Regions from separate parts of the Drosophila melanogaster genome. Here region 2 is linked to region 1. A link is a contact called in public Hi-C data. All regions are on one chromosome and are shown on one strand. The core of a region is the stretch at or near the end of the contact, and the rest is flanking DNA. Distances in the headings are between cores, read along the strand shown.

Evidence for each region. Hi-C and Micro-C count contacts between places; a contact is called where the count stands out from the background.
Region 2: a Hi-C map of the Kc167 cell line shows a contact between it and region 1, with 2.4 times the contacts expected there. A contact is called at or near these places in 2 of 107 Hi-C or Micro-C datasets (the Kc167 cell line and eye imaginal disc).

What each region holds. Positions count from the first base shown.
Region 1 is chr2L:15,743,902-15,750,053 of dm6, reverse strand. lncRNA:CR44974 (long non-coding RNA:CR44974) reads right to left here and starts at 3,797. Exons shown (of 2, transcript NR_124289.1): 1 at 3,594-3,797; 2 at 3,054-3,535. It overlaps CycE (Cyclin E), which reads left to right and starts at 1,904. Exons shown (of 6, transcript NM_165125.3): 1 at 1,904-2,068. ND-B17 (NADH dehydrogenase (ubiquinone) B17 subunit) reads left to right here. Exons shown (of 3, transcript NM_165126.3): 3 at 203-735. The coding sequence ends at 349. It also overlaps asRNA:CR44866.
Region 2 is chr2L:16,681,688-16,687,839 of dm6, reverse strand. CG31807 reads left to right here and starts at 3,832. Exons shown (of 2, transcript NM_001299054.1): 1 at 3,832-4,230; 2 at 5,490-6,021. The coding sequence starts at 5,513. The coding sequence ends at 5,941. It overlaps grp (grapes), which reads right to left. Exons shown (of 8, transcript NM_165172.3): 2 at 3,233-3,342. CG33552 reads right to left here and starts at 5,337. Exons shown (of 1, transcript NM_001014488.2): 1 at 4,550-5,337. The coding sequence starts at 5,221. The coding sequence ends at 4,748.

The DNA.
Region 1 (6,152 bases), core at 2,548-5,047:
AAGTTGTGATAGTCTTGAAAGTTACATTTTTGTTTCTATAAATTAAGGAAATTCTTATAGATAGTTTTAGTTTTATTGCTCTAAAGACCTTATACTTAATGCATATACTTAAGATCGCCTTCTTTCAACAAATTAGCTGTGTTTCATCGTTTAATATATATATATTATATGCATAGTTTAATGTATAACCCTTTTATTTAAGGACTGGACCCGGAAGGGCGGCTGGCGTGTGATTCACTCGCGCAAGCAGTGCGTGCCCGGAGATGAGGGCTATCCCAAGGTCTCCGATCGATCGGCGCCTTCCGATTACGCGGCTCGCGGATTCAACGAGTCGCCGCTGAAAGCTTGAAGAGATGATCGTCCCCGAGCTGGCTTAGTGATTTTGCTTAAGTTTGAAACGTAAAATTAATAATATCAAAACAAAAATCGCAATAAATATGGAAACGAAAACACAAAGCTGGAGATTGAGAGTGGATTGTGGTTTTGCCATGGCCCCGCTGCTGAAGTTGAGGTTTTTCTGCTGCGCTTGGCGGATATTCATTTCTGGCTGTGTTACACTGCCGAAATGCAAACTTAGCACTTTGCCGGTGTGCTCAATTCGCTGGAAATTGTTAATTATCGGCAGCTTTCTTTTATTTGGTTTTTCGAGCTTGTGAAGAAACCAGGCTGCGGTCGAAGCTCTAAGAAAATGAAATTTTCTAATCAGGTGTGTCAAGTGGCATTTAATCACATTTGAATATAAATCAAATTGATGATTACTAATAAATGTATTAAGTGAAATCAATGAGAATGAGTTAGAAAGGTGTCATAAATGATATTTATTGGATAAACATTAAAACATAGTAATTTGGAAATTAATAAATTTTAATTCAATAAATAATTCAATTTTAAAAGTTTCGAAATAAAATACAAATATTTGTAAGCAACGGTTTGTGTGAGGAAATTTATTATCAAAAGTGATTGAGTGAATTAATAAGAGTTCTAAAAATACAAGCTATATTAAAAAATATTTATCAGAAGTTAATTATTTAACTTTTTAATATTAAATATAAAATTCAAAACCAATAGCTAACATTAGCATGAACATGAAAATTAGCAAAGTTCCCTAAAGACAAATATTCGCTAATTGTTAGTTATTACTGCCTAAAAATTATTATTTTGTGGATAAATAACAGCACGCCGAAAAAATCTGCAATTCAGTGAGGTGGATTAAAATCAAACAAATTCAAATCGAAAAGTAAAGTGTTCGTGTAATTCTAACATTTATTATACGAAATTTGCTATAATAAAACAAAATCAATATGTGAGTTAAGCAACAAAAAAGAGCATTAAAGTTGAAAACCATTAAATCATTTGAGTGACATCCGTTATTGTTTGAAAAGTGCGCCAAAAATTAAATCGAGTGAAAATACTTTAAGTATTTCCTAAAATACAAAATTCTTACTTGAGTATTCTGTTTGAATTTAATTACTAGATAGTCGCATGATAAAAACAAGAATATAACAATAAAACAAAAACAATATAAGCGTATCAAATATGCGTTTCAAATTACGCTCCCAACGGAAAATCCAATTATTTAATATCCGTTAATCGAACAATCAAAGCAAAATTTATATAATACAATTTCTTTTCTAAAACCCCATTTAACATTAAGCACGTTGCACATCTTTTATTATTTTAAATACCCGATTTCCAGATATGATCAGCCCGGAAAAATAGTGAACTAAATATGCAGAGCAGTAAAAGTCAGGCTAACATAGAAGTTATTTTTCAAAATTTGAATAACGCGCCAATAAAAATCCCGCAACGCGATCGGCCGTAGTGGCAACGCCGCTGCCACTAAACTCCGACTCTCTCTTTGCGCCGTGTGGCCAGATGATTATGGCCTTTTTTTTTGCTCTTTCATCGCTCTCTCGATTTCGATCTCGTCACAGTGCCACTTGCGATCATTGTGTTACTTTGGAGTCGCTGAAAAATCGCGGGGATCGCATCGAATTGGCCTTGACTGCCGTGGGGTTGAGCTAGCCGTGAAAAAGACCGCAGAACCACGATAAATCTGTCGAAAAAGGTGACAAAAAGGAGGCTATACTGTCTTGCTGGCTGGCGTGCGTGTGTATGTGTGCGGCGGTGTGTGCAATTTTTTTCATCACCATTCCAGTCCGCGTGTGTTTTTCAGTGTGCAATCCCGCTGAGAATTTGCCCGAATCCTGCCCAACAGCAGGTGAGTGATGCCGGCCAATTGGCCCATTCGATTTGCAGCAGGTGCAGGGTTCAAAAGTTCGTGAACTTGCTTTTTAAGCCATTTCCTTTAGACCCCGTTTTCTCCATCGATATTGTAGCAGTCGAAAAGTAATGGAAAAAAAACGTGAGCAGCGACGTCGACGTTTTTGCCTCTTTCTCTCTCTGTTCCCCTGCCCCTCTCGCGCTCTCTTCCGCGCCTTCTCTTTGCGCGCGCAGCTGTCATCGCTGTCAGCAGCGCGCGCCGACGTCGGGTTCCCGCGCGCGGGAAATCATCAAGTTCAATCGATTCTAATTTGGCCGAATTGAACGGGATTTTCGATTTTAGTGAAAAATCAGATTCTGCGAGTTTTGATCTTTCAATTGGTTATAGGCACGCATGGTTTTTCATTTAGCTTACCTGATTTATAAGCGCTCGAAGTTGGTGCCAAAAATGCTCGAATGTTAATCGATGAAAACAACAAAGTGGCAGTGGTTTGTTTGGTTTCAAAGCAGCGTTACCACCTAGTTCGACCTCAGTCATCTTGTCATATGTTATTTGGCTGCAGTTCATAAAAACTACTAGAAAAGCATATTAAACCATGTAATTTCAGGCTTCTGAAGAATAAATAAATAATTAAAATTTTAAAGATTTATGAATACCCTTCAAGATAAATTTATTTTAACCTTGAATTGATTTTGGAGCGCTTTAAAAATATATTAAAAAAAATAGTTTCATATTAAAATTTAAATATTTATTTTCTGAAGGTCATATTTGAATTAAAATTGGCATATGACATAGAAATAAATCTTAGGTATTTATATATAACCACGATATATCCGACTAAATCCGCCCTTCTGGCATCCTCGTCAGCTGTTTTTCGACCACCCAGCTGACTGGACGTCGAACCTCCAATTGTAGTCTGACTAGCCTGTTGGGGACTGGGGACTCCAATTGCAGACTCCATTCAATAAAATGCCAAGCTTGCCACCAGCGGCTTCATCGCCCCGTCTCGCTTTCTCACGCTCTGTTCTTTGCGCTGGAGATGCTCGCCCCATCTCCGTCCCTCCCCTAGAGTACAACAAAGTTGCCCCCTGTGTTTGTTGCATTTTTTGGCGCTTCGGATCCGCCTGTTTTGGCGCGTTCCTCATGCACACTCGCCGCAGTCGACGTCGCTGCTTTTGATACCCAGTTCCACCAATTTTTTTTTCGGTTCCAAAGCGATCACTTTGCTGCCGCCGCTCCGCTGCTCGTGAAGTTTTTTCGTGGCCGGCGACGACGACGACGAAAAACTCTCGAAAAACGTTGTTCAATTCCCTTTAAGAAAAACAAGTGAAAACACCGGGGATATTATGTTAAGCATTTTTCCGCTTACTAGAAGGTAAAACCAATTGCACAATGGTTTTAGTGGATAAAAGGCAATACGTTATTCAGAGTGGAATAAAATTTATGACGCGTGTGCGGTGACAAGTGTGTGTGGAACAGTGAAGGAAAGAGCGGGAGAGAATGCTGCGTTTGCCGTCGTGTCTTTGCATTTTTTGCTACAAATACAACATCCTCTTATAAGAAAATTGACACGCTGTAGGATTTAACCGTTGCTTTCTGATTGGCAAGAGACGGGGTGTCCAACTACAAATTGTCTCCCCCACACAGTGTTTTAGTGTTCCCCCTATAAGGAAAAGTGTCCTATTAGAATTAAACCGTTATCCAATGGGAACAAATTGGAAAATCCTATGAAATAAATGAAAGCTTCTAATCACGTCTAAAAGTGCACTGAGTTTCTAATGCGTAACGGGAGTTCAGTGAACTATTACAGCTTTTCTTACTATAGAAGGCTTGAGATGCAGCTTATGGTTTACCCTGCTGTTTGGGCCAACTTTCTAATCTTTCTCCCGCCCGAATTGCACTTTTTCCCGCCATTCGCATAGATTTTGGGCGGTAAAACAAAACTGCCCCAGCCCAAACGCCTAATTCGCGCCACTTTGCGTTTCTCCATTCTTTTCCCATGCTCATTTCATTTTTATACGCTTCCTCCAATGACACACACACAAGCACAAACTTGGAAGAAATGCGCTCGCTAAGAGAGAGAGTAAGCTCTCTTTCTCTCGCTCTCTTCCGTTTTATTCCAATCAGAACAGCGAGTCAAGTTATTTTCCCCTTCCCAACACCAACAACAAACAAAAACGTTTTAGTACTGCGCTCTAAAACGGAAAAAAAGAGAGCATTTGACTGCGACGTCGAAAAAATTCGGAAAATCGCCGATCAGTCGACGGACCTTTCGAAAACTTGACGAACACGAAGCAGAGGTTCAAAGCAAAATGGAGTAAACGAGTGAAGAACAAAATAATGAATTATGTCAAAAGTGGCGCAAATATCTTTGGTACACGAAGAAAAAGATTGGTAGTGGCATTTAGCCCTTACCCACAATCTACGTACATACATATGTATGTATGTTTACATATGTAGAATTAATAATAGTATTTTAATTATTGTAAAATCGTGGTTATATTTATTTTTGTGAGTAGTTACTCTATGTACGTGCTCCCAACCAATGAGTGAGCGAGATAGACTGCCAAGTGGAGAATGGAGTTCATTGATATTTCTCGGCGTTTTGCTTTCGCTTCCCCTTCGTCTCCACCTTGCTTCGCGCCATCTTCGTTCTTTCCTCTTCTCCTCTGCTTCCATTTACCTGCCACATTCATTTTGTTGTTGTTTTCTTCGCAATTTTTGCTTTCTTCTTTATTTTTTGCATTCTTTTGACGTTTTTTAGTTTGCGTGTTCGCTTTTTGCGCCGTTAAACTTTTGGAGCGATCGCGGCGGGGGTGTGCGTGGGGGGTGGGTGGTGTATTGTTGATGGGGTGGATTTTTGTATACTTAATTTTTCGATTATGTCATGATCGTGCCGAAAATCAGCCGCTTATGTTTAGATTTGGCCAGTTTAAACCATGGGGAAATAAATTGTTTTTCTTAGAAGTGATTTTGAAAAAAGTAAGAGCATCAAGTTTTTGATGATTCAGTGTCGTGAATTTTGTATATTTTCCCAACATTTTCTTTTGTTTGACCCACCTAAACACTCCTTATATGATCTATTCAAATCCTAGTCAACACCTTTCAATTCTGCTCATGATCCTCCAAGTGCTTGCCACCTTCGAAAGCGGTATGTCATCAAAGGATTTTCTAGACGAGATGGGAACCCAAACTGATCTCGAATATTTTCTCATCATATGTACATACATACGTAAATGGTTATAGGAATCCACACATATCAACTGGCCATATTAACCCGAATTCCTAGTAAAATACCAACAATATTTCTCAATTACAAGTGCGGAATGTTTTACAAATATTACATGTTCTCCAAAAGGATGAGTTGTGAATAGTAACTCCTTAAATAAATGGTTCATATGTACATATGTATGTATATGTGGGCATTTTTTTTTTATAGTCCATACACATTTTTGTCGCTGCGGCAGAAGAATCCGATTCGGAATCGGAATGAGGTGAAGCCGTATGTATGAGGAGCAGAAACAACAATGATAAACAGTTTCCAGTTATTCCCAGACAAACAAAGGATAGTCCGTCCGACTGGCGATTTGTGGAGCGGGGAAGAGACAGGACGCAGGCCACTTGAGCTAGCTGACTCGCTGTGGGCATCCTTTTAGACGCTGCTAAATATAAACTAAATAGTCAATTGAGCGCGTCCCGATGTCCTAACGGCTACTTCAAGGCCATCGATTCTTGGAACTGGAACGCCGCCGTCGCCATCGCCGCCGCTGCCGCTCCATTCAAGAACTTTGATTTGTTCTCCTCCATCGGCTGGGCCGACTTTACTTTCACACGCCGTTTTGCCCAGGCGGCGCTCTTTAGATACCCGGCACACAGATACTCAGATACTCGGACTCACAGATACACTGATGCGCGCAGGCGAGGATCG
Region 2 (6,152 bases), core at 2,583-5,082, 940 kb before region 1:
AGCAGTCTGAAAACCAGCAACGAGTAAAATTAATGACATTGTGGGTAAGTCACCTCCAGTCTGGAGCAAGGAGTATGGGGTTCAAGTTGGGCACAAGAGTAAGTCAGACCATGGTCAAGCCAGCTGGCTTTAGCTTTATTGGCTGATGCCAGAAAACCCTGTAATGACGTTGGTTAATGGCTACTCCAAGCCATTAGCTGCGATTTCTAACAGGGGATTTAGTCTCCTCCAGTAAGCCAAGATCAGGAGTGACTGGGATTTAGAAGGGGAAAGAACGCAAGCGTGGATTTGCAGAAATGGATTGCAGTAAACAAATTTATGAATGTTCTTTTATGATTTGACAAAGAGTTGAAGACCACGAGTTCGTTGACGCGTATATGTCTTGAACTATTGAATTTTATATGGTTACACAAAACGCGTTTTTTTAATACATGATTATTTGCTTAAGATTATTGCTGCATTTGAAGATATATTTGGTTCATTATCAAATCGGATTTAAAATGAATGAAATAAAAAGAAACAAATTGTCCATCCAAAAATCTATCAATTTATATCGAAATTTCATTTATTATCATTTCATAGTATTATCATTAAGATCATTAAGTCTGCAAATCAGAACAGAAGTCACGCTCCAATCATCATTATAGCGCTTTACGATATGTCTCGTTTGCGATTAATTATATAGCGCACTAATTGCAGCAGAGGATGCCCTGCTTTATTGATAGCTTGCGGATTATGCAGATGCCACATGAGGTAGGTTTTTTTTTCTTTTACATTTTATCTACCGGTTACAGGCGCTCAAAAGACCACGGATCTCAGAGACCAGACTGGAAGACTCGAAGGCTCTTGGCAACAGCGGGGAAAAAAATATAACTTCGTTACCAGGACAGAGAGTCGCTGGGTGAGGTGTCTGTGTGTGCGTTTGTGTCTGTGCGGGGCCGATAAGGCTAAGCAAATACGAGTTTTGTAAAGTATTTCAATTTGAACATTCGCTTTTTTCCCATCTTATTTTATGCGCCCTGTACATGAAGCACAAGCTGCAGGAGAAGAAGAAGCGTCCGCAGAAGATGGAGGCTGCGAACAGGAAAGCCAGAAATGAAAAAAGATATTGCATGGCCATAAAAACGAGCCACACAGATACACACCAATACACCGGTACAGTGAGAGAAAAGGACGGGCTTAACAGGCTGGCAGACAGACGGACAAGTGGCCAGACCAGCGCTGCCAGTTTTTTCTGGCGTTTTTTATTTTCATATATGTATTTTTTGTTTGTTGCTTTTCTCATTGCTCCGCTGCTAACCTCGAGATTTTCCTTTTTATTTCGCGGGCCTTGCACAAAAATAAAATAAATGGAGGGGGAAAAAACGCAAAGAGCGGCTGGAAAAATATAAATTAAATGCCGCGTGTGCAATTTGTTGTGGTTTTTAAGTACTTCTGTTAAGTTGACGTTGGATTTGTACGGGCCTAACAAAAATGCGAATTCTGTAATTTTATTACAGCATAGAATAGAATTTTAATTTATTCATATTTCTATGCCCTAAATAAATAAACAAATCCTAAGGAATCTGATTTGAATATGATTTTAATTTCAAGCTGTGATCCCAAAAGAAAAGTTGATTGTTCATCTACATAAATCCATTTACATAAATTTAGTACATGCCTATGTAATTTTATAGTTCCTATTTAAAAGTTGATCAATTTAACAAAATATGTTGATTTTCAAACATAAATATATCAATTTTTCTGATTTCGATATTATGTTTAGTAACAAAGGAATAATTTTTCCTTTGTGTAAACTTTATGCATTTAAAGATTACTATCGAATGTCGCAACCATGTTGTTTTTGGCTTACCTAAATATTTAATGACAAGTTATGTTTAAAAATATTTGTTTCTTACATTTTTCTTGATTTCCGACGAATTGTTGGCGATTGAGAGCCAAAGCGCGGAATTTTTGCGAAGCTGCTTCTTGGACGGCTTCTTCTTCTTTTTCAGGTTTATCATCTTGCTATTCTGAGAGACTAAGGAACTACCCCGAAGACCGAAAGTCGAGAAACCAAATAGGAACCGAACCGTTTTGTCCTTTTTTAGGATTTTGCCGAGAAAGTCACCACTGAAAACTGTGTGCCGTCCTTTTTCTTAGCCTCCTGAATGGATGCGGCACACACACGCACACAGACGTATCCGGTATCCTGCGAGCCACGTTTTGTCTGTATCCCAATTTTAATGAAACAGCCTCGTGGTCCGTGCACTCTTTCTCCGTTCGTTTCTCTCTTGCCCCCGTCATTGTATTCCTTTCAATACGATTGAAAAGCGCCGCCTACTACTGCAGTAGTAGAGAACTACTATTAATTTACTATTACATAGCGGCGTAGGTTTCCACTATAGTTTCCCAGCCATATCCTGTGGCAGGCGCTTCGTCCTGTCTGAGAGTTGAAATCAAACTGCCGCCTAGGTTCGCCGAACCGAGAAAGCCTCGAAAGAAACTCGAAACTTCCAGAGAGCGTCGGAGAGGCCGCGAGAGCAGGGAGAGCTTACGCTTGCGCGCGCCAAAAACGATAGGCGGGAAGGGGTTGGAGAAATCCTCTCGCTCTTCCTCTTCCGCACAGCATTTGGCAAGTTCAACTTGCTCTCTCGCTCAAGTTCAGCAGTGCACAGTGGGACGGACCATTGTTTAACTATTCCATTATTATTATTTAATAATCATCTATACATGATCGAATTATATTGACATAAACGTATAATTTGTACAATTATACGTTTAGTAAAAGGATTTCAGTCCTTGACAAAAAACGTATTAATATACATATCTCCCTATCATAGTTTTTCTAACTATTTTTTTATCGAATTCAGGATGGAATATCATAATAGTTCTCAACTTTTCTTTTTTAAATCTTTACAAATACTAATACCCATATTAAAATAATAGCGAAATAATGTAACTTAAAACTTTTCTAACCCCACAGTGCCCGAACGGGAGCTCTGTTCGTGGCAGCAGAGGCTGAAAGCCGGCTACCGGCGAGGGCTGTTGCTCCTTTTTCTTTACTCCACTCTTCCATCAACCATTGCACAGTGGTATCGGTACAGTAAATTTGAGATTTTATTTTTAATTGAAAAATTATACACAAATAAAAGATATCAACCTTTTCCAATCCTAATAATTTTATATTTTAAACAACAAATTAGGAATTTTTTTTTGGTAAACGTTTTAAGTTGCCCTGTGCGCTGCTTACCTTTCGGCAGCTCCAGCTTCAGTTGATGTCGCATAAAAAACTCTCGCCACAACTCGAGTGCGTAGGAATTGGAGTGGACCTTGTAAACAAAGCTGATTGGGAATCACTACCTAATATAGCGAAATTTGAAACATTGAAATTGGATTAGGGGTAGGTATACAAATTAAAGACACTTGAATGCGCTTAAAGTATAAACAAAGTTAAAGCTTTGATAAGAATGCGCGTCAAGAGAAATCAAATAGAACCAACCAAAAATGTTTTCATATTTTTAATGCTTTTGGTTTAAATGCAGCAATCTAACAATTAATACAAAAAAAGATTTCAGTTTGGTACACTTTAACGGATATTTCGAAGTGAAAATTTGGGTCCACCCGAAAAAAAGTGCTTGCACATTGTACATATTTATTTTAATAGCTTGCGCCATTTGTCGAATTGCTTCTTTATTTTTGATTTTGCTTCGTCTTTCACTCATCGAATAAGACCGCGACTCCAGACTTGTTAACATACAACCATACATATGTACATATAGAGAGACCCCCCCCCCCCACATCATCTACAGTTTTCACCACCATCCTTTGGTTTGACTACTTTTCGCTGACAACATCCATATTTATTTATGTACGTATGTATGTATGTAGGTTTGTTTGGATATTGATGTACAACTGCGTACAATAGCATCAGGCCTATGCATAAAACACAACAACTTCAGCATCCATTTCACCACTTATAACAACAAAACTTCTGCTTGACAACCCCGGCGAATAGAAGAAAAGGGAGCGAAGTAAGGAAAATCGCAAGAGAAGAAAAAAGGAAACAAAAGACGCACGTGGTTGCCACGGAACTAAAAACTTTTGGCTGCGTGTGTTCGTGAGTTCACACTTTTCTCGGGCGGGAAGAGAAGATGCACGCGAAAATAAACGGGAGAGAAGCAGCCACCACAAAAAGGAGACAGACAACTCGCACCGCCAAAACTCAGCACAAGTTTGCTAATTTAGCCAGTAAGTTACTGTAGCCTGATTCAATTAGTCAGATAAGGACCTTGCTCTACATTAGTAAATGCACTAAAATATTTATATTTTTAAGCAATACATATGTACCTACATTAACGTTATTATTTAACTTGATTCTTTTACTACTACTACTACACTACTTTTCAAATTCCCTCTACTTTATTACGTGAGCCACTTTCTCAATGTTATTTGGCAAACTCTGCGACAGATTATTGCTTAATTGATAATAATAGTTCCCGCACACAAAAACAATAACAAATTATTTATGTATGCATATAGTGGAGTGTGGTTTATTGATTAAGGAATTACGGGGGGTCTCACTCCACTTGCGATATACGCTTGCCAAATGTTCAAATCATCTATTGATTGAATAAGGGAAATTGAATAAAAATTGAGAAAATGATTGTGGTGGTTTAATTATCACAAACATACAAGAAAATATTAATTTCTCTTGTTTCTTTTGCTTGGGTTTTTATTTTGTCCAACTTCCCAGCAAATGTAATGTTTACTGTAATAATTCAGCCGTGCACAAATTTTGACCTGCTATAATAATGCGAACATCCATACAGCGGATCATCTGTGATTTGCAGATGGGGCATGTCTTGTTACGCTGCAAGTAATGTAGTATGCAATTCGCTCCAAAAAGGTGACCGCATTTAATTGAAACTGGGCGATGGTCTCCGGTAACCTCATAATTCCATTTGCAAATGTAGCACTTGTTCTCTTCGGCGATCTTCTTTCGTTTCATAGACAGGTTCTCCGCTTGATTCGCAATCGCGTCCTGCGCCGCTAGCCTCAGTCGCAACTCCTTCGTTATGTTCTTCTCCTTGTCCAGTTGCAGTCGCAGATCAATTAAACGCTTTTTGGACTCGAAACTATCCTTGATGATTTCGTCCTTTTCTTTGTTCCGTTTTCGCTGCTTAATGACCTCAACGATGAGTTTTTTCTTGGTCATCTTTGTAATATCTTGTTTATCCATCTCGTTTTCGATGTGAACGATTCGCAAATATTACAGTCGAGTTTTATTTTGAAATGGATTTTTTTTTTGACAGCTGTAAATATGTTGGCTGTGTTGGAAAATGCAACACACAACTAATTCTAATGATTACAAGAAAAAATAATTTTGTTCAATCTAGGCAGTCCACGCTTAAACCTTCACTGAGAAGACATTCGTTCTAAAAGTGCTTGTCTAAAAAATTCGTTCACCTTGTAATTTTAATTTCTTTACAATATGCCCAATAACAAAGCCCAGACTCGCTCGTTGATGAGGATGCTGAAGAAGGATGTTGTTGAGCAGCTCTTAGCGGAAAGGAAAAAAAGTGAGCAAAAGGACAAGCAACTGGCGAAGCTAAATATTACAACTCAAGAGAAGGATAAAATGCGCGAGGAGGAACTCAAGCTATATTACCAAATGGAAGAAGAGATAACCAATCAGAAATTATTGCAAGAGCAGTTGTTGTTCGAGTCCAAGGACGAATTAACACAGCAGCTTGAGAAGATTGCCATCGAAAATACTTGCTGCATATGCCTGGATCCTTGGGAAGCGAAGGATCATCACCGCTTGGTTTCGCTTAGATGTGGTCACCTTTTTGGGGAGATGTGCATCCGGACCCACTTGCAGCATGCCGATATGTGCCCAATATGCCGCAAAGTAGCTATTGAAAGAGACGTCTGGCGTGTGTTATTAAACACGCCATAAAATTATTTTCTATAAATACGATGTTCTAGCTATAATATAGTGCGTTGATAAGCGCGATCGATTTAATCGATAAACATAAATTTTAATACCTCGATTATATTTCCGACTATATTCCAATTTTTTCATATTTAGGAGGGGATACAATTGAATAATTACCAAATGGTTTGGGAAACATGCATTTGCAACAATAAATTAATATAAAAAAATTCAT